Linked DNA regions of Mus musculus: all the other regions are linked to region 1. A link is a contact called in public Hi-C, HiCAR-type and promoter capture Hi-C data. All regions are on one chromosome and are shown on one strand. The core of a region is the stretch at or near the end of the contact, and the rest is flanking DNA. Distances in the headings are between cores, read along the strand shown. Region 1 holds the start of Mrfap1 (Morf4 family associated protein 1). Region 2 holds the start of Wdr1 (WD repeat domain 1). Region 3 holds the start of Lrpap1 (low density lipoprotein receptor-related protein associated protein 1). Region 4 holds the start of Tmem128 (transmembrane protein 128). Region 5 holds the start of Zbtb49 (zinc finger and BTB domain containing 49). Region 6 holds the start of Acox3 (acyl-Coenzyme A oxidase 3, pristanoyl).

Region 1 (3,075 bases), core at 301-2,800:
TTTCTTTTAGAAATGAGTTAGGCTGTCCCAACAAACTCACCAGGCAGGTTACAATAGATAGTGTAGCACATAAAATTTAAATTTTGCACAAAATACATCTCTCCTCCTTTGGTCTCACACAGAAATTAAAGTCCCCCAATAGAAACAATACTATCCTCCGACCCTTCTCCCAGGTCATCAGTCCTAGCCATGTAAGGCCCATCCACTGTCCCGGATGAAGTCTGGTCTCTTCTGCCATTGCTGCATGGAGTCTTCGAGAATTAACACAGCTCCTTCAGAACTTTCAGAGGCGGTGAGCTTCAACTCTGAGTCTCAAGTGTCACAGAGATTCAAAGTTCAGGGAGCTATCAGGTCACCCAAGAAAGAGCAAAGCACCTCAAAATTTAGGAACAACAACCAAAGGCCAGGAATGAACGTTATTCAACTGCCACAGGGCTTACAATCTAGGCCCTAATTCCCGTATGTGAGCGCATTTTCCAAATCAAAGTTATTTCCCCCAAACAAACAAAAAAAAGGAACCACCGAATAATCAAAAACTCATATCGAGGTCGTCAACCGCAGACCATAGCAGAAACGTAGTGTCAGTGAGAAACAGAGGGAAGACAGAGGGGAAAAGAAAAAAAAATAAGAAGGAGATAAAAAAAAAAAAAAAGGAAAACAAAAGGCTCTCTGGTTTCAGCTTCTCCAGGGTGTCATGTCAGCCAATCGCCATCACTCAACCAGAATCCATTGGCTGGAAACCTAAGGCACGGGCGGGAGAGATTCATCACCGAGAGGTTAATCACGCTGTCCGGACAGCAAAGCAAATACCCGGCCCCCTTCTGGACGCTGTCTCACTTAGGGCCCCATGCTCTCCAGCACCATCTGGAAACTTCCACGGTCTCCCCGCCGACGATTTGCTATTACTCCTTCCCCAGGGGGGGCCTAGTTTACTCCCGAGGCGACAAGCCAGCCTCCTCCCCCACCGTCGCCCACGCCCCGCCAGGCTCCCGCCCTTACCGCGGCCGGCTCCTCACGAAGACTCGCTCTTCTCTATCCGCCGCACGAGCTGCACCAGCATCTCGGCCATCTTCGCCATCTCCTGCGCCTTCTCGTCGGCCTTCTCCGCCCGGGGGCCGCGGGGCTCGGCGCCGCCGGCACCCTGCAGGTGGTTGAGGGCGCTCTCCTCGGAGGCCTCGACCTGCGTCTTGATCTGGATCAGCATATTGTCCATCTCCCACAGCTTGCCCCGGTTGCGCGCCGGCGCGCGCCCGCGCTCGCGCGTCAGCGACGCGATGTCCTCGCGCATCTCGTGGATGACGGGCAGCAGAAACTGCTCGAAGTCCTCCTCGGGCTCCAGCACCTCCACCTCCTCGGGCTCCGCCAGCTCCACCGCGTCCAGGGGCCGCATCGCCGCTGCTCTGCTCGTCTGCACGACCCTCACGGACGGAGCTCGGGCCGAGTCCTCAAAACTTCCGCCGCCGGTCCAACTTTCCGCCTCGGAGAAGCCACGGAGACGAGTGACTGCCGAGCGGGCGAGCGACGAACAAAATGGAGTCTCAACCGTCAACCAGCGCTCGGCGCTTTGCGACCCCTTTCACGACACCTCCGCGCCCCCTCTTTACGGCCGCGCTGAAAGGGGCGGGCGCGCTCGCGTCCACGAAGGGGCGGGGCGAGCGCCTCTGCGGCCGCGCGCTGACATTAGGTCGGCCTCCCTTTCGCAGCTTTTGCAGCTGCTCTGGGTGATGCGAAGTTCGTCCCTTCCTGTATCTTATTCCGATTTTATTTATTTACTTTTTGAAACAGGACCTCACGCTGTAGCCAAGGCTGGCCTGGAACTCAATTATTTGGCTTAAACTGATCTTGAACTCTAGGCAGTCCTCTTGCCGTAGCTTCCCGTGTCGCAGGTGTGAGCCACCGCACCCGACAAGTTTACTTTTAAAAAAGAAAAAGAGCCCGCCTTTAATTCCAGCACCTGGGAGGTAGAGGCGGCAGGCAGACCGATCCTTGAGTTTGAGGTCATCCTGGTGTACATAGTGAGTTCAGTACATAGACCCTGTTTCAAAACAAATCAAAACCACCAAACAAACAACAACAACAACAACAAAAACAGTTTTTCGAAACTGGGGAAAGAGGAATCTTGGAAAGCCATGTGTGGACAGTCATCCTGCTCATAGCTCCGCCCCTTTGGTTAGTTTAAGTGAATTATCATATCTTGATTGACGGAGTGGCTGGGTGTGTTTTTACCTGACAGAGCTCCTGGCTTCCTAAGGTGAAACTATTGTCTGATGCTTTCTGAGGCCCCAGGTCACATTCAGTTGGTGATCACTTGCTGTGGAAAGGACAGAAGTTGGCTCAGACGACTACATTTGCGTAACTGTTACTCAACCAACACTGAACTTTAAGGGGAGATGCCGAATTCTTAGTCTACGATCAGACAGTACTTTCTCAGGAATCTAAACTATGTATCTCACTGGTTTTCTAACCACAAGTCGTGAAACCATTTTGCAAAAACCAACCATAGGCATATATAAAGTGCATATCTTTAATTGGACTCTACACTCAGTGGCTTTTGTTTAAAAATAATCCAGGGTAAGAACATGAATAAGCAAATGGTTCAGAGGACAATGGGATACTGTTGCACACTGCATCAGGATACTTAGACTGCAGAACCCTGACATGGGGAAAGGCTGGTATACATTGATCCCAGGAAATTCTCTTCTTTCTCTCCCTCTCGCTACTACTCTCCCTTCCCCTCCCTCACCCTCTCACTCTGCCCCTCCCTCCCGTCTTAATTGGTGGGAATGTGATCTCTATGGCTAAGACAGCTTCTACTGTACAACCCAGCAAATTAGTTGAACCCATGAATCCACCCAAAACCCTGCACATGGATTGTACCCATTAGTGATTCCCTCTGAGTTACCAATAATGTATCAGTGTCACATTAAGGAAAGAAACAGAAGCAATTCTTCTTGGAGTTGTTTAACTAAGAGTGAGTCCAGATCCGAACTGTGTGTTTCAGGCTCCCTGTGTTGTCTGTCCTCTGTCTGTCTGTTGTGTGACTCTGAATCTGTGCCTGCCTAAAGGCTCTCTTGG
Region 2 (3,075 bases), core at 277-2,776, 1.8 Mb after region 1:
CTTCACCTGACTAATGATGTTCCTGGCGTGCAGGAGCTGAAGGTGACAGCCTTGGTGGAAGAGTCAATCAAACCCTCCACCCCTCTAGCAGCCCTTTGCCAAGCATAGCCCTAAGTCCAGCCTTCAGCTTCTACCCTACACCATTCCTCAGGCCTGAGCACGGGAGAGACAAGATTTGAGCCACATCCTGGAAATGGAGAGGAGGCCCAGCAGACTGACTCATTTCAACAACCAGAGGAAAAAAACATGAATTTGCAAGGGCCTCCCAAAAAGCTGCTGCTCTGGGGACAGCAGGTCATTTTCAGAGAACCATCCAGAGGAATTCACTAGTTCCTGTTTCCTCTCAGAGACTCAAGTCTGTAACAGTTGGCATTCAGAGGACAGGGTGTGTAGGCCTGGGCTCTAGCATACCAGGAAGCCCAGGGTATTAGGATGATTAAGCACAAGGGCCATTTACCAAGTGCTCCATTTATGCCAGGTACAGACAGCATTAGGACAGCTGACCAGCTCATTCAGCCAGCCAAGGCAGCCAGGGGAAGTGGAGGATCATTTCCCTATCTCCATTTCCCCAATGCGGAAACTGGGCTCAGGAAGGGCCAATCAACAGCCACCCCATGATCAAGCAGCAGCAGACTCAAAGCCCTTGGCTCTAAGGACTGAAGAGACCCAAGTCTTAGTTTGCCAGTCTACGGGGCTGTGGGGGTAGAGGTGGATGACACCACCACCAGTCCAGTCCAGTCCACTGAGCCTCCAAGGTGTGGCTCCTGGGCAGAAGGGGCGTGGCTCCCCTCTCCCCAGGCCAACTGACTGGGAGGTGAGGGGGCGGAAGGGCAAGAATTTCCCGACTCTGAAGGTAGCTCGCAGGGTAGGGACGGAAGCAGGCCCCGCCGGGCACAAGAGTACTCACATCGATGTTTCTTAGGATGACGCACTTGCCATTGGTGTAGAGGAAATGATCGCCCTTGGGGTCTCCACCGAGGATCTTAGAGACGCCCCGCTCCACCTGGGGGAGGCTGGCGAACACCTTCTCTGGGGAGATACAAACCCGGCACGGTGCATGAGGGGCAATCCCGGCCTCGCGGGACCCAGGGAGTTGCAGTCAGTCAGCGCTGGGGGTCCCGAGCCGGTCACCTGTTGCCGCCTGCGGGCACGACCGGCGGACTTCCCGGGCGGCGGCGGTCAGGCCCCGGGGTCCCTCCCGCAGCTCGGCCGGCCCAGTCCACAACGCCCACTCCGGGGTCCCCGGCCCGCACCCCCGCGGCCGTGCAAGACCCCGGCCGCGCCCTCCCGCCTGCACCCGACCCCAGAAGCCGGCGGCCGCGCGCGGAGGCCCACGCACTCACTGATCTCGTACGGCATCCTCGCCCACTTGTTACGGCGCTGCGCTCGAGTGGAACCTCGCAGTGGCCGAGCCCAGGGACAGCGCGGAAGGCGGCGCCGGGCGTGCCGGGCGCGGAGGGGGCGGTCCGAGACCCGGCTCCGAGACCCGTACGCGCCTGCCCCGCGCGCTACCGCTGCGGACAACCCAACCCGGAAGCGCGGCCCCGGCGCGGCTCGCCCCCAGCTTTGACCATATATAGTCAAGCGCTCGGCTCGGAGGCTGCAGCCCCACGAGCCTGCGCGGACACCGCCCCGCCCCGCTTGCGGGCCCGCCCCGGAAGTGACGTGACGCGACCCGTGAAAAGGCGGCGCGGAGGGTTGTAGGTGCGGGGCGGGAGGGTTTTTTTTCTTGGGCTGTCTGCCTTTGCACCGGGAGCCTTCTTGTGGAGCAGATCTTTCTCGAGCTTTCCAACGCCAGCTTGGCGCCCCGGCTTGCAAAAGACTTGAAGCCACTGGGCGTATGGGGTTTTGTTTGTTTGCCTTTCACTGGGTATGTTTAGGAACTTCCCCGTCTCACTCCCTCTCCCTCCTGCATGAAACTTCCTAGTAGCAAAGAAGCCAAGAATAAAGAACTGTAATTCTTAAGGATGGCAGGGGTTGTTTCCTAACACGCTCTGGGGAGGGCGTGAGGGTGGAATTCTTTTCATGGAGAGGGAAAGAAAGCAAAACCTGGAATTTTCTGAGTCTCGCAGGTTTTGATTAGGGCAAGATGAAGTCCTCTGGTTACTTGATTGAAAAGTTCTGAAGCCCTAGTTGGAAACCCGGAAAGTGGGCTTTCAAAGGAGAGCTCTTAGGAATTTGCAGCAAATGAAAAAGTCCATTTCTGCTTTGGAGCCAGGTTTGTTAATTACCCTGCGGACCAGTCCCACCCCACTCTCCTGGTTCACCTGGACACCCACCTGATTCTCCTCTAGCTTATCTTAATCTTAACTGCCATCTAGTTAGCAGTTAAATGAATTTATAGCCTATAGGAGTGCCCAGGTTTCGTAGAGAAGAGTTTAAGTGTACTCGGTAGGTCCTGTGTGGGAACCTCAGTATTTTTTGAAAAGTCTGTTTTCCTTAGTACCTAGTCTCTTGTGCTGATAGACTAGTATTTTTAAGGTTCTATGAATGTTACCCCCTGCCCTCTGTGACCTTTTGTTTGCCAGGATTGCTTGTCTAGGGATCCCACCTGTTATGTTTTATATAAAAAAAGAAAAGAAAAGAAAAAGAAGCCAGGGATATGTTTGGTGGAGGTGCAGTATGTTGTGGGGGAAAGGGGTGCCTCTGAGGGCCCATCCTGAACTGAGGCATCCCCTCCCCCTGAGGTACCAGCCACAGAACAGTATAATATGGAAATAGCTTATTTAGGACATGGGGAGGAGAGTTGAGGGGATAGTAGAGACAGAAAGACAGAGTAGAGGCCAGCCATGAACATTTGGAGTTGGTTTGGGGGGGGGGGGCGGGGATCCGGAAGAAAAGGGACAGAAGAGGAAGGGAGCAAGAGAAGAGAATGAGGAAGGGGCAAGTAGCCCCTTTTATAGTGAGTCAGGCATACCTGTTTGTTGCAGGGAACTGTGGGGTGGTGCCTAGAAGGAATGCCAGTACCACCTGGTTAATTTCTCTCAAAAGTGGTGACTTCCAGCTACTATCTCAATGATTCACCTGTCTGTCCCAGCCTTTACACTGCAACTTCCTGGGGTCCTTAGTTTGCTT
Region 3 (3,075 bases), core at 214-2,713, 1.7 Mb before region 1:
GCAGACCACATTTCCCCAACAGTCTTCGACGGTACCTGCTAATGTCTTCGTGGCCCCATCCTCATCTTACTGGGTAATCCCAGGTGAAGCACACTCATCCCGTGGGCACACCCCTGGAGATGGCGGTCAGGGACAGCCAGCCTTTTACCCTAGATGGTTCCCACTGCTCCCATGCTCTTCACACAGCCACTCCCAGCTCTGCTCCCGGACCCTTCCCCCAGAAAGCTGAACTGCTTTTCCAGGCCACAGGGCTGTCCTAAACCTTTGCAGGCTGGACACTTGTCCCCCTCTTGCAGCAGTCTCTCAAAGACACTGGCTGGCCACTAAGCTGTCTGTGAGGCACCACTCCCCTTCCCCAGAAGCCAACCTCCCAACTACCTCTCCATCCAAAGTCTCCAGGGCCAAAGTTCTACACGGTTTTATTTTAAAAAATCACTTAGTTTGCAAATTATTTACTCTCCCCTCAAACTCAGGAATGTTTAAGCTGGAGGGCTAAAGGGCAACCCTCTGCAAGCTCTAGAGGAAGATAGTGTGGCTCTGAAAGAATACTTAAACAAAAGCCCAAGTCCTAGCCTAGGACTGTAATCTGGGAGGGGACCCAAGTTCCAGGCCAGCCCTCAGGCTCTGGATATCTCCATTTCAAAAGGAAGAGAGATTAGCATAGCTACTAAATCTAACTTCAGCATTCCCCAGACAGGGTGTAGTGTTTACCTATACTAAGGAATTCCAATCCCCTAAGGAACTGCTTTACCCAAATTAACCAGCTCCATTAGCAACTGGGGCTTCTGCAATCTCCATACAGTCTTATCTCAGGGCACCGTTTTTTTTTTTCTTTCATTGGAGTAAATACAGATAAAGAAAAGACTTCCAAGTCTGGCCCCATGTAGAAAGTGCCCCCCCTCCCCTCTACCTCCATCTGAATTGGCTCTTTGGAAAATTAGCTTTTTGGGCAGAGGTGTCCACAGCTAGGAAGGGTGGGTGTCACTCATTCTTTAGGGTCCCTAATTGCACTAAAGGCAACCACAGGCCCTTGACACCAGCACCAAGTTCCTTTAGGGCCTATGGGTCTCTTATTACAAGTGAGGTCAAGATGGCCCACCTGACATTTAAAGGGGGGCTGTACAAAGGGTAGGCCGTTCCCCGTCCCAGAGGTTATGTTGGCCTCTCAATCAGGGCCCTGCTCTCCTTCGCTCACACGCAGCACCTCGCCCCCATCCCCGCGCGTCTCCCTGGCCCCGCTCACCCGCTTGGCCTTCTCCCATAGCTGGTTCAGCTTCTCCATGCGGAACTCCTCCCCGGACTCGCGCTTGGCGGCCATCTCCGGCTCGTTCTTCTCTCGCGAGTACTTGCCGCCATGGCCTGCTATGGGCTGGGGCACAAGCATCAGCGGCAGCAACAACAGCACTAGCAGTTGGAGCCGGGGCAGCGTAGAGACCCTCTCTCTTCGAGGCGCCATCTTCCTCTGAAGCGCTAGCAGACTGACAGGACTGGGTCTTGTAGGACCGCCCATCTGTAGCCCCGCCCATCAACCGGTCTCCGCGAGGCCCCGCCTCCCTTCTCAATCCGATCCCGCCCACCCCAGGCCCCGCCCATATGACTGCCCACTTTTCGGTCTCTGGCTCCGCCCTGCCCAACACCAGCAAAGAGCAATTATCCCAAGGTATTTTCACGCTGGGGCTGCAAAATTCAGAGCTCACTAGCGGGGCTGTAAGGAGAAGCAGCTGGGAAAGCGCACTTATGCACCGCCCCACTCCTCGTAATCACACAAGAAGTGCGGCGGAAGATGATTTTGCCATTAAACCCGGGAGCAGCTATCTCAGCTCCGTCTTTGGGACACATCCCAGACACTTCCCCTCCGGGGTTTCTGTTTGGAAGGCTTTGTGCACTTGCCTAGTCTCTGCACCTGCAGCCCTGGAGAAAATCCAATGGACATAGTGAGGCCCAGCAAGCCTGTTGGGGACATGGCCTGGCCTGGTGACAACCTGGTGCTCGAGGAACCCAGGAGTCTGGTACAGGCACCAGCAGTTTGGGCCCAGGAGGGACAGGCAGAAGAGTCGTCTGGTAAGGATGACCAGTGTCTTAGTCAGGGTTTCTATTCCTGCACAAACATCATGATCAAGAAGCAAGTTAGGGAGGAAAGGGTTTATTCGGCTTACACTTCCATGCTGCTGTTCATCACCAAGGAAGTCAGGACTGGAACTCAAGCAGGTCAGGAAGCAGGAGCCGAGCAGAGGCCATGGAGGGATGTTCCTTACTGGCTTGCTTCCCCTGGCTTGCTCAGCCTGCTCTCTTATAGAACCAAGACTGCCAGCCCAGAGATGGTACCAATCACAAGGGGACCTCCCCACTTGATCACTAATTGAGAAAATGCCTTACAGTTGGATCTTGTGGAGGCATTTCCCCAACTGAAGCTCCTTTCTCTGTGATAACTCCAGCTGTGTCAAGTTGACACAAAACTAACCAGTACAACCAGAAAGGGTCTCCAATAGGGAGATACATGGAGGACAAGGGTAGGGGATATTTGGGGGGAGTGGTGCTTTTTTCTTTTTTTAATAGTTTTAAGCTGTATTTTGTGTTTCCACAAAAAGGGTTCAGTATATCTGGAACCCTGGTGGTTTGCAGACGTTAGCACCTGTTTTCTGAGATCTATTTTTGGTTTGGTTTGGTTAGCTCTGGTTATCCTGGCATTCACTATATAGACCAAACTAGCCTCAAACTCAGAGATTTGTATGCCTCTGCCTCCCAGATACTGGGATTAAAGGTGTGCACCACTTTGCCCGGCCTAAAATGTCTCCTTTTCAGATAGGAGAGAGGGTTTTGTTTTTGTTTGGGGGTTTTTGTTGTTATTTTGGCTTTGTCTGGTTGTTTAGATCAAACAGGATCTTACTCAGTAGCTCTGGAACTCAACTATGTAGATCAGGCTCACCTTGAACTCTCAAAGAGATCTATCTACCTGATGCTATCTTCCAATTGTCTGAGATCTTTTTTGTTGTTGTTGTTTGTTTTTGTTGTTGTTGTTTTGAGACAGTGTTTCTCTGTGTAGCCCTGGCTGTCCTGGAACTCACTCTATAGACC
Region 4 (3,075 bases), core at 429-2,928, 1.5 Mb after region 1:
AGAAACAAATTCAGAGAAACTCAACCCCTTTCCTATTTCTTCATCAGCCCCCACACCATATGGAAGAGCGCTCAGATTTTCCTGCCGGGATGTGATGCTGTATTCAGCCCACCTCTCTGCCTTCCTTACATCCCCTGGCAGAACACACCAGTTCTCTTCCATACTCCCCACATCCCACAGGCAGATTTCCATTATGGCACCAGACTGACATTATCTCCGCCATTACATCCCTACCTCGTCCTCAGCATTTACTCTAAGTAGCTAGTCAGAAAATGTTGCTCTGCTCGAATTAATGAAACACGCCTCGACATTTCAAGCAGCACTGTCTTCTCTTCTATATCTGAGGTCAGGTTTGAACCAGGAGCACTTCAAGAGCAGGGTCAGTTCTTACTCATCTTGTCTCCATTGTCCGGCCTCAGGCATGGCAGTTCATAGTGAATAGCAGGTGCAATACACGCTTGACTGGTTAAGCACAAACTTTCTCAGCTCATGACTCACTAGGGAAAGAGTAGGAGAATAAACAATAGGACTCTTGATAGAAGAATAAGTTGTGATCCAGTGAAATGCAGATTATGGGCACTGGGTGGTGGGAACAATTGGCTGGAAAAGAAGGCTGGTTCCCACAGTCCAGAGAGGGCTATTTTTCACAAGCCGAGAGAAGAGGGCTCACAGGATCCCTAAACCATTGGTTTTCCCTCAAGCCCAACAAACCAGATATAGAGATGGATATAATGTCTATTAGGCAGAAAAGCAAATAGTCTTGGGTTCCTTCCTTGCCCAAAGCCATGCAACCTGTAAGTATTACCAGAGACAAAATGAACAGAATACCAAAGTAGTGATCACAGAAAAATAAAACAAATCAAAACAAACAACAACAACAACAACAACAAACAAACAAAAACCTTATTTACAGCAAATTGGAACAAGGGGGAATTGCTTCCAAAATGAATTCCCAGAAACTGGGGAAAGCTGCAGTTTATAAGAGGAATGCAGACTCTGGAGGCAAAAGGTGTCATCACATCTGGGAGGGAGTTTCCTGCAGAGTTAGTCAGATTGCATGCTCTTTCACTCATCCAAGCTATGAAAGTGAAAAATTGAGGACCTTGAGGCAGTATCATCTGCCTCAGAGTTATACTTCTGAACAACCTTAAAAGTGAGGAAAAACAAGCCGGGTATGGTGGCTCACGCCTTTAATCCCAGCACTCGGGAGGCAGAGGCAGGTGGATTTCTGAGTTCGAGGCCAGCCTGGTCTACAAAGTGAGTTCCAGGACAGCCAGGACTATACAGAGAAACCCTGTCTCGAAAAACCAAAAATAAATAAATAAATAAATAAATAAAAATGAGGAAGAACAGCTCATTATTGGGGCTCAGAATGCTGAATATGAACCCTGTCACTTTCCTGCTTTCTGGTAAACTGACAGGGATGTTGGGGGAGTGCAATTTCTTTTAATCTCAGAGGTCGTTTCCCCCTAATCTGGCGGTTCTTTGCTGTCCCTGGGACTGCCTACAACTCATCCCAGACTAGCGGTGGAACCCCTACAGAGCTGGAGTAACCGGGAGACTGGGGCTTGGAAGTTTAGCCTTGGATAGAAGGTTATTTTCTACGTTTAGGCGCTGGAAACTGGATGTTCTCAGGACCGCGCAGCCAGAGGCAACGCTAACCTTGGTCCTTTAGAGCTTCCATAGATAGTAATAATACAGGGACCCACTGCTCCTGAGACCAGAGATCCGTATTTTAAAGTTCAAGTGCTTCTTGGTGATTTAGTGCGGTTTCTTCGCCCACTAAAACCGCCAAGGTAATACAGTTTTATTCCGAGCGTCCGGAGATTCCGCCCTTGGACCTGGCGCCGGAAGTGCTGCGTGCGGTCACTTCCGTCGCACTGGCGGGCGCCAAGATGGACGCTCCGTGGGCTCGGGAGCAGCTACGGCGGCGTTACCTGTTTCCTTCCGAAGTAGAGCTGGACTGCGAGGACGAGGCCAAGCCGGGTGAGGCTCCCCAGACTCTGGGGCCCAGAGTGGGGCCGCGAGTCGGTGTCCAGGGTCCTGACAGGTCTTTCAACCATCCCATCCTCCCCTGAGCCGTATTTCCGCATTCCGTGGAGAGTCGACTTAATGCCGGCTTGGAAACCCCCTTTAAAACTAAAACCAAAACCGACCACTTCAGCTTTGCCCCAATGTAATACGGTACGGATGTATGTACTTAGCTGCCTGTCAGCAGAAAGCTAGCAAAAATCAGTTTGGATTAGATGTATCTCTGCCTGGACATCAGATAGACTTTTCTGTATCCCTGTGGGCCGTTTTCAGAAGGTATCTCAGAACAATATTTATGACATGTCACCATTTGGGTACGAACTACACTCCATTATGTGTTTTTGCCTGTAGATGCACAGAATAAAAAGCAATTTCATAGGAACGAATCATGCTAGCTTCCTATAGGCTAGAGAACGGTAAGGATGAGATACACTTTATTTTAGAGCTGTTTGACCTGGATATTGTAAGAACTTTATTTGTTAGCTTTTCAAAATAAACACTGGCAGTTTGTGTGCATTTTGAGAATATCTTCAAGAATTTGTGTTAGTAGTAACCTCTCTACAGACTGATAGTCTAGAGACCTCACTTGGAAACCAGTAGTCCTCATACAGAGATGGCATGTCGGAATCCCTTCATTTTGTTTGCAGGGAGAGCAGTGACTCGCCTGTCAACTGTGCAGTCTATGCTGTCTTCCGGGGCTACAGCTCTGGTGTGTTACTCCATGTTGGAGCTACCCCAAAAGCTGATGTCTGTTTAAAATATTTTGGTATAAATTTTATTGTATTTGGCGTTTTCCTTTTATTAGTGTATGCGCACTCATTAATTGGTACACGTGCTTTTGGAGGCCAGAGATTGCGCATCTTGCTCTTTTGGTCTCCACATTTTTTTTGAGACTAGATGTCCCTTGGCCCCTGGATCCACCTGTCTCTGTGGATGCTGGGGATGAACTCAGGTTCTCATGTTTGTGCAGCAACCATGTTACCTGCTGAACCCTCTCATTCCCCTGCTTTTGACATTTTACTTAGTTAACATAATTAATTACTT
Region 5 (3,075 bases), core at 209-2,708, 1.4 Mb after region 1:
AGAATATGATAGCAGAAAGATCACTGTGAAAGACATCAAACAATGCAAATACCATGGTGAGAAAGGCAAGGAGAAGTGGGGGGTGGGGAAAAGCTTGGATGAGGTAAATGAAGGGAAGAGGAGCCCACACCAGAATTTTAACCAAAAGGCTCCCACGGCAGAGTTTGGTGGGGTAATTCTGTCAGGCAGTTAACACTGGTGGATGATTTGTGGGAGGTTTGCCCTGAAGCTGTTTATATCAAGCTTTACAGGGGTCCTTAGGCGTTGTTAACTACTGTGCCTATCTTTATGCCTTTTTCTGAATGTATGTGCAGATATATGTGCATGTTTTGTGTAGACAAGGGTGCATATGTGTGGAGGCCAGAAGCCAGCCTCAGGCATTGTTCCTCAGGAGTCGTCCACCTTGTTTTTTTTTGAGAAAGGGTCTCTTACTGAGGTGTGAGGCTCACTGATTTCAGGAATCCACCTATCGCCACCTCCCCAGTGCTGGTGTTACAAGGGCATACCACCTAATGGGCTCTTTATGCATTCCGTTGCGTTCTCCAGAACCTCAGAATTTGAATACCTGTAGCAATTACACCCTTAAGAAGGCAACTGTATTTTAAAAATTAAAAAGAGCCTCTTCGGATGGGTTCTGTGGCAGAAATGCCTGAGCTGCGATGGCACAGAGGGAAGACTGTGTGGGGATACAGCAAGAGTGACCACCAGTAAGCCAGGACAGTCCTCTAAAGCAAGCAAACCCGATGACACCACATTCATGGCCCGCCGTCCTCTAGAAGTGTGAGAAACTAAAGCTCTCTCATCTGAACCACCTCATCTGTTGTCCCTTGCTTTAGGAGCCACAGCAAACAGGAGACGTCTCTGTCACCAACAAACGCCCACGCCTGGGTTGAGGTTTCTCACAATACTGTTCATAGCCTGCTGGACGTTCATTCAGTCATTTAAGCAACAGTGCCCACTAACGTATACCAGATGCTGTCTTTCCCACAGAGGCGCGCCCAGCACCTGCCGTGGTCCCGAGGAGTAGGCGCTGCAGTAATAGCATCCTACAGATGGAACACCATGGCACCTAGGATCACGCGGTGAGTGAGGCAGGGGGCGGCTTAGGGGCCCGGGGAAATAAGCGCCTCTCCTATCTCGGGGCGACGCAGACACCAAGAGCGGCGCAGACCGCAGCAAGGGTGACTGCAGGAAGGAGGAGGCCCGGCTCCGGTGCCCGGAGCTTAGCTTTGTGCTCCGCCGAGCCCCATCACACAGCGCTGCGAGTAAGCCGCGCGCACCCTACCCGCGCCAACCCACGGGAGTCGAGTGTCCCGGGCCGCCTTACCCGCGGAGGCCGCTCTCGCCCGGCCGCCTCCCTGACACCCTTTCTCGTCGCACTCTCGGTGTCAACTGCAGGACTCCAACCGCCTCGGAACCATTCCGACAACGCCCCCTCGGCAGCTCATCGGCAACTTCCGCCGCCGTCACTTCCGTCTGGGAGGGGCGTGGCCTCTGCGCGCACGCGCGTTGGCGCGCGCCGCCGGGATTGAGTTCTGCGCGGGGTGGCTGGGCGAGCCGGTGGCGGTGCTACGCTGGGTGGCTGCCGCTCCACGTGCTCCCGGCGGCCGGTTGAGACCGTTGGCGGGGTCGGCTGACAGGTGAGAACTGCTTGGAGCCCCGGGACATGGAGGAAGGGCGATGGTGGCATGGCTGCCTTCCTTGAGGACTCGCTCGCGGGCAAAACCTAGCCTTTTGAGTTCCTGGAGATATTGCATCCCGGTTTTTAGTCCGGCACTCGGGGCCGGCCAGATGGTACGGTTAGTCCTCAGCGCACAGGGCTTATAGACCTGCTGGCTGATGGGGAGAGGGCTTTTCTCTGAGGCTCGAGAACTAGGTCCGGAGGAAGGACCTTATGGCTCCTGGAGCTCAGAGGACCAAAGACCTAAGTGCCCGCGAACCCCCAAATATCGATCTAGATACAAGCTACTTAACCTAGTGGTGCCCAGCTCCACGTCTGTCCAAAAGGGATACCAGAGAATCTAATTTAGGGTGTGTGTGAAGTTTACAGGGGTAAAAGGCTTGGCGTATAGTGGTTGCTCAGCATGTGTCAGGATTTTTCCTGCAGCAGCTACCTCCTAGGAGATAGAGGTAAGAGAGATGATAGGGGTCTATGTGCCCGAAAGCCTAGCTTCTGCCCAGCGAAGCCCAGGGATATGAAGCCTGCTCAAATTGTGTCAAGAGTTTAGTGTCTACCGTAGTGCCTAACACCTGCAAGTTATTCATATGAAGCTGTGGTGAGGAGACTTGAACTGCCTCTACCGAAGCAGGGGCATGGCTTGGATTCTTTGAGCTTCAGTGGAAACATGTGGCCCACTCATAGTCTTCCCCTGGGGTCCCAAGAGGGTGGAGATATGTGCTGTTTTTTTATCTTTTAGTGTACCTGTGATTTCTAGGAATTCTGGAAGGAGCTTGTGCCTAGTTATAGTGGGCCGACTCCCTATTTCAGAGATGGGGAGAAATTGAAGTTTAAAGGGAGCAGTTGCCTGCCTGGCCTTTAAGATGGCCTGGTTTTAGGGCAAATATTGTCTCTGTGTGTACATGAGTTAAACAAGTGATAGTCCAGTCTGTAAAGTGCTTGACACACAAGCATGAGGACATGAATTTCCATGCCCAGAACCCAGGTTAAAAAGCAAGATGTGGTGACAGAACCCTGTGGCTCTCTATCCAGCTCGCTTAATAAACTCCCAGTGAGAGAGAGAGAGAGAGAGAGAGAGAGAGAGAGAGACAAGGTAGGGGGCTGGAGGCATGGCTCAGGGATTAAGAGTATTTGCTGTTCTTCCAGGGGACCTGAGTTCAGTTCTCAGCACCCAGAATCTAAGAGATCTATATTAGTCGGGGTTCTCTAGAATCACAGAACTTGTGGGATATCTACATATTAGGGGAATTTATTGTAATGACTTTTATAGTCTATAATCCAACTAACCTAACAATGTTAGCTATGAATGGGAAGCCCAAGAATCTAGAAGTTTCTCGGTCCCACAAGGCTGGGTGTTTTAGGTGGTCTTCTGTATATGCTGGAATCCTGAAGAAGTA
Region 6 (3,075 bases), core at 345-2,844, 1.2 Mb before region 1:
ATAGCCCAGATAACAATGCCATTGTTGCTGAGGAAAACCTTAATTTTAGGGAGTCAATCTCCCCACAGTTCATCTAAACTGATAATTCCCAAGGAAGCAATGTTTTCCTCATGTTAACACAGGAATCTGACTTATTAGCTGTGCTTGGACAGAACTTGTGAGATACATATGAATTCTGTAGTGAGTGAATTCTGTAATGAGGAAACCTTGTTTCTCTCTGGCTTTGGAAAAACAATAGCATGCATGCTTGCAGGCCATTCTGAGCAGCCCTGTGAACTCAAGGACTCCTTGCAATGACAGAGTTCAGGTTGTAAATGCCGGTGGAGACTGACTGCCCATTCAGACTCTTCAGAAAGGCAGAAGACAATCTTACCAGCTGTTCAGGCACTATGAAGGTGACTGGGTAGGAGTGCTTCTCTGTTTCCGGAAACTTCTAGGCTAGACTAGAGCAAGGCATCCAGGGTTGGTGGCTGCTGTCTTCTGCCTTTGCTGCCAGGTTCCCCTGCTTGGTGGTGGGAGGCCCTGTGACAACTGCACCCCAGGTGAGAAGGATGCATTTGTTCTTGGTTTATCTGAGTTTATTTGGTGACTGTTTATGGTGGGAGCAATCATATTCCTTAGGCTGCCCTCCCTTCAGTCATTTCCCTTTGCTATTATTATTATTAATAATTATTAGTACTATTATTAGTAATAATAATAATAATTGTATAGTGTGTGCAGGCACTAATGTACCAGGGAATGTTCCTGGAGATTGAAGGACCTCTTTCTGGAGTCAGTCCTCTCCATTATGAGTTCATGACCCATGTGCAGGACTCCCTACTTTCCAATAGGAAAGCCCCACTGACACCTGTGACTGCAAGTGTGTTCTGAGTCAGAGCCATAAATGCAGTAATTGCTGCGGACAAAGTAGTTATGCAGTAAGGCAAGCAGCTCCCAGCCTTAGCTGGCAGCGGCAGAGTCCACTTGTGTCTGATCCCAATGCCTTAAGTCTGTCTCTGAAACGGAATTCAGCATCTTTCTCTGGCCCTAACTCCATTATCCATCATTTTAGTCCTTTTCAAAGGTATCAGCTGTACCCATGCAGGCACACATTTCCTCTCAGCTGTACCACAATGATGAAAGTCCTGGCTGGACAAGCAGATATTTGCTCAGAAACTCCTAGCCAGGGGTGCGCTGAGCAGTTCTGTAGTGACTTTGGGAATCTGCCAACTCGAGCACTATTTAGGAGTGCCTAGCAAGGAAGCCATCTGGAAAATTAGGAGCAATTCTGAGTAAAGTGCATCTTAATGGATCCGCGGTCCAACTCTCCTGGAAGTGCTCCCAGAGCCACGAGAGGCCTGGACCTAAACACGACAGCTCTGACCGAAGGCGGTTTCTGAATAAGCCCGAAGCATCTAACCCGGGAGAAGGCAACCGGAATGAAATCCTTTAAACTCTAAACCCGGAACCGCATTTGAGCTGAGCTCTCGGAAGCGTCCGCGTTTCCCTGGCGACGGGGCGGCTCAGAATGATGACGCAAGGCTTCAGCCGGCAGCAACCCCAGTCAAGGGAGGGATGATGTCCGGGATGGGGCGGGGTGGGGCGGGGCGGCACCACCAGCTTGCTCCGCCCTCAGAAGTCAGGATATTCCTGATAAATAGTGTCCTCCAGACGCCGGGTTGACTAGGACCACGAATCCCAAGCTGGATCCGGGAGGTGAGGACGTGCCGGGCCCGGGAGATTCCAGACAGGAAGGGTTTGCAGGAGCTCAGGCTGGGGTGACTGCTGGCGTTTGCACTCTGCCTGACATCATACTCGCTAGCGGGAGAACGAACTGACCGCAGCTTTTTACAATCTGCTCGGCGGCCGGGAGGTATCCCAAGACAGAACAAAGTTAGCTTGTAAGTTGAATTTGTAGTGTCTGAGGACTGCTCCCTACTGTGCCCGGGCAGGACACTATTTATACTTCTCAAGTGCATTGTGGACTTAGCGAATTCTTAAGGAAGTGCGCTACCGCTGATCTACACCTGAAACCTTAGTTCTCCGTTTGAGTCTCAGTTGATCCGGCTGCCCTCGAACGCTATCCTCCTGACTCAGTCTTGGCATCATGGGTCAGTCCATTATGCCAACATAACACTGACTCTTAAAAGCGGGACCTAGAAGAGGAACAGAAACAAGGTCAGGTCATCTGCTACTTTGTTGTAAGACTGAAGCAGGAAGGAAATCCTTACCGTAAGGTCAGGTGGTACCAATCTCCCAGGTGTCCTGAAAGTTTCAGTCTGATAACACAATGTGTGATGTTAATGACTCTATGTTGGTTGGGTCTGGTCTGTAGGGGACATCCATATAGGACTTCAGACCAAAACTAGGGCCTCATAATTTTTTATTTTGAATAGACTAAAGGACTGGAGGAAAGTTGTGTCAGAACAGTGATAATGAAACTGTCATTTACCTCAGGAACATCACAAGTGCCTGATTTGAGTCCCAGGAACGTGGCAGACACTGCCCCGTGTGCAGAGTTATCGTTGCTTCTGAGAAACGGGGACAAAGCAGGTCGGTAAGTTCACAGAATTGGTAAACTGTATTATTGAGGCAGCTTGGCTCTGTGGGCTTTGTTTGTTTGATCTGCACCAGTGTGGCTGTGTTGGTAGCCTCATGTGGCTTGGGATCTTTGGGATCTAGACCAAAGCACCTTGCTCCTTTGCCATCGATGTTTTTAATTAAGAAGAAATTCACTTTCTCATTACCTATGAATCTGTGCCAGGGCAGGTGATTTTTGAGTATGAGAACTTTGTCCTCTCCACAGTTGTCACAAAAATGGTTCCTTCTCATTGAACTATTGTGGCATGCTAATTAAGAAGTGAGTGACCACTTGGGAGGCAGAGGCAGGTGGATTTCTGAGTTTGAGGCCAGCCTGGTCTACAAAGTGAGTTCTAAGACAGCCAGGGCTATACAGAGAAACCCTGTCTCAGGAAAAAAAAAAAAAAAAAAAAAAGAAGAAGAAGAAGAAGTGAGAGTGAGTGACAACATGCTCAAAGGTTCCTTTTTTACTCAGAGTCTCATGTAGCTCAAACTGCCTGTAATGTCTGATCCTCC

Evidence for each region. Promoter capture Hi-C pulls out the DNA fragments that hold promoters and counts their contacts. A called contact is a pair of places that touch in the nucleus more often than the background predicts. HiCAR-type assays count read pairs that join an accessible place to other places. Capture Hi-C pulls out chosen DNA fragments and counts their contacts.
Region 2: a promoter capture Hi-C map of liver shows a contact between it and region 1, with 3 times the contacts expected there. The contact joins the promoter of Wdr1 here to the promoter of Mrfap1 in region 1. A contact is called at or near these places in 2 of 39 promoter capture datasets (the 3T3-L1 cell line and liver).
Region 3: a promoter capture Hi-C map of pre-B cells shows a contact between it and region 1, with 2.2 times the contacts expected there. The contact joins the promoter of Lrpap1 here to the promoter of Mrfap1 in region 1. A contact is called at or near these places in 2 of 39 promoter capture datasets (embryonic stem cells and pre-B cells).
Region 4: a contact with region 1 is called in a promoter capture Hi-C map of adipose tissue, with 2.4 times the contacts expected there. The contact joins the promoter of Tmem128 here to the promoter of Mrfap1 in region 1. A contact is called at or near these places in 1 of 39 promoter capture datasets (the 3T3-L1 cell line) and 1 of 9 other capture datasets (adipose tissue).
Region 5: a contact with region 1 is called in a HiCAR-type map of astrocytes, with 4 times the contacts expected there. The contact joins the promoter of Zbtb49 here to the promoter of Mrfap1 in region 1. A contact is called at or near these places in 1 of 39 promoter capture datasets (pre-B cells) and 1 of 115 datasets of contacts at active chromatin or transcription factors (astrocytes).
Region 6: a Hi-C map of B cells shows a contact between it and region 1, with 5 read pairs. The contact joins the promoter of Acox3 here to the promoter of Mrfap1 in region 1. A contact is called at or near these places in 6 of 39 promoter capture datasets (3T3-L1-derived adipocytes, hematopoietic stem and progenitor cells, liver and 2 more), 1 of 484 Hi-C or Micro-C datasets (B cells) and 2 of 9 other capture datasets (adipose tissue and liver).

What each region holds. Positions count from the first base shown.
Region 1 is chr5:36,795,204-36,798,278 of GRCm38.p6, forward strand. It overlaps Mrfap1 (Morf4 family associated protein 1), which reads right to left and starts at 1,551. Exons shown (of 2, transcript NM_026242.3): 1 at 1,000-1,551; 2 at 1-741. The coding sequence starts at 1,390. The coding sequence ends at 1,013.
Region 2 is chr5:38,560,173-38,563,247 of GRCm38.p6, forward strand. Wdr1 (WD repeat domain 1) reads right to left here and starts at 1,527. Exons shown (of 15, transcript NM_011715.3): 1 at 1,344-1,527; 2 at 908-1,029. The coding sequence starts at 1,359.
Region 3 is chr5:35,104,236-35,107,310 of GRCm38.p6, forward strand. It overlaps Lrpap1 (low density lipoprotein receptor-related protein associated protein 1), which reads right to left and starts at 1,464. Exons shown (of 8, transcript NM_013587.3): 1 at 1,244-1,464. The coding sequence starts at 1,456.
Region 4 is chr5:38,258,507-38,261,581 of GRCm38.p6, forward strand. Tmem128 (transmembrane protein 128) reads left to right here and starts at 1,679. Exons shown (of 5, transcript NM_025480.4): 1 at 1,679-1,986. The coding sequence starts at 1,896.
Region 5 is chr5:38,218,996-38,222,070 of GRCm38.p6, forward strand. It overlaps Zbtb49 (zinc finger and BTB domain containing 49), which reads right to left and starts at 1,459. Exons shown (of 8, transcript NM_029162.3): 1 at 1,328-1,459. Lyar (Ly1 antibody reactive clone) reads left to right here and starts at 1,487. Exons shown (of 9, transcript NM_025281.3): 1 at 1,487-1,640.
Region 6 is chr5:35,581,440-35,584,514 of GRCm38.p6, forward strand. It overlaps Acox3 (acyl-Coenzyme A oxidase 3, pristanoyl), which reads left to right and starts at 1,595. Exons shown (of 19, transcript NM_030721.3): 1 at 1,595-1,695; 2 at 2,437-2,536. It overlaps 4931431C16Rik (RIKEN cDNA 4931431C16 gene), which reads right to left. Exons shown (of 4, transcript NR_045807.1): 4 at 1-2,135.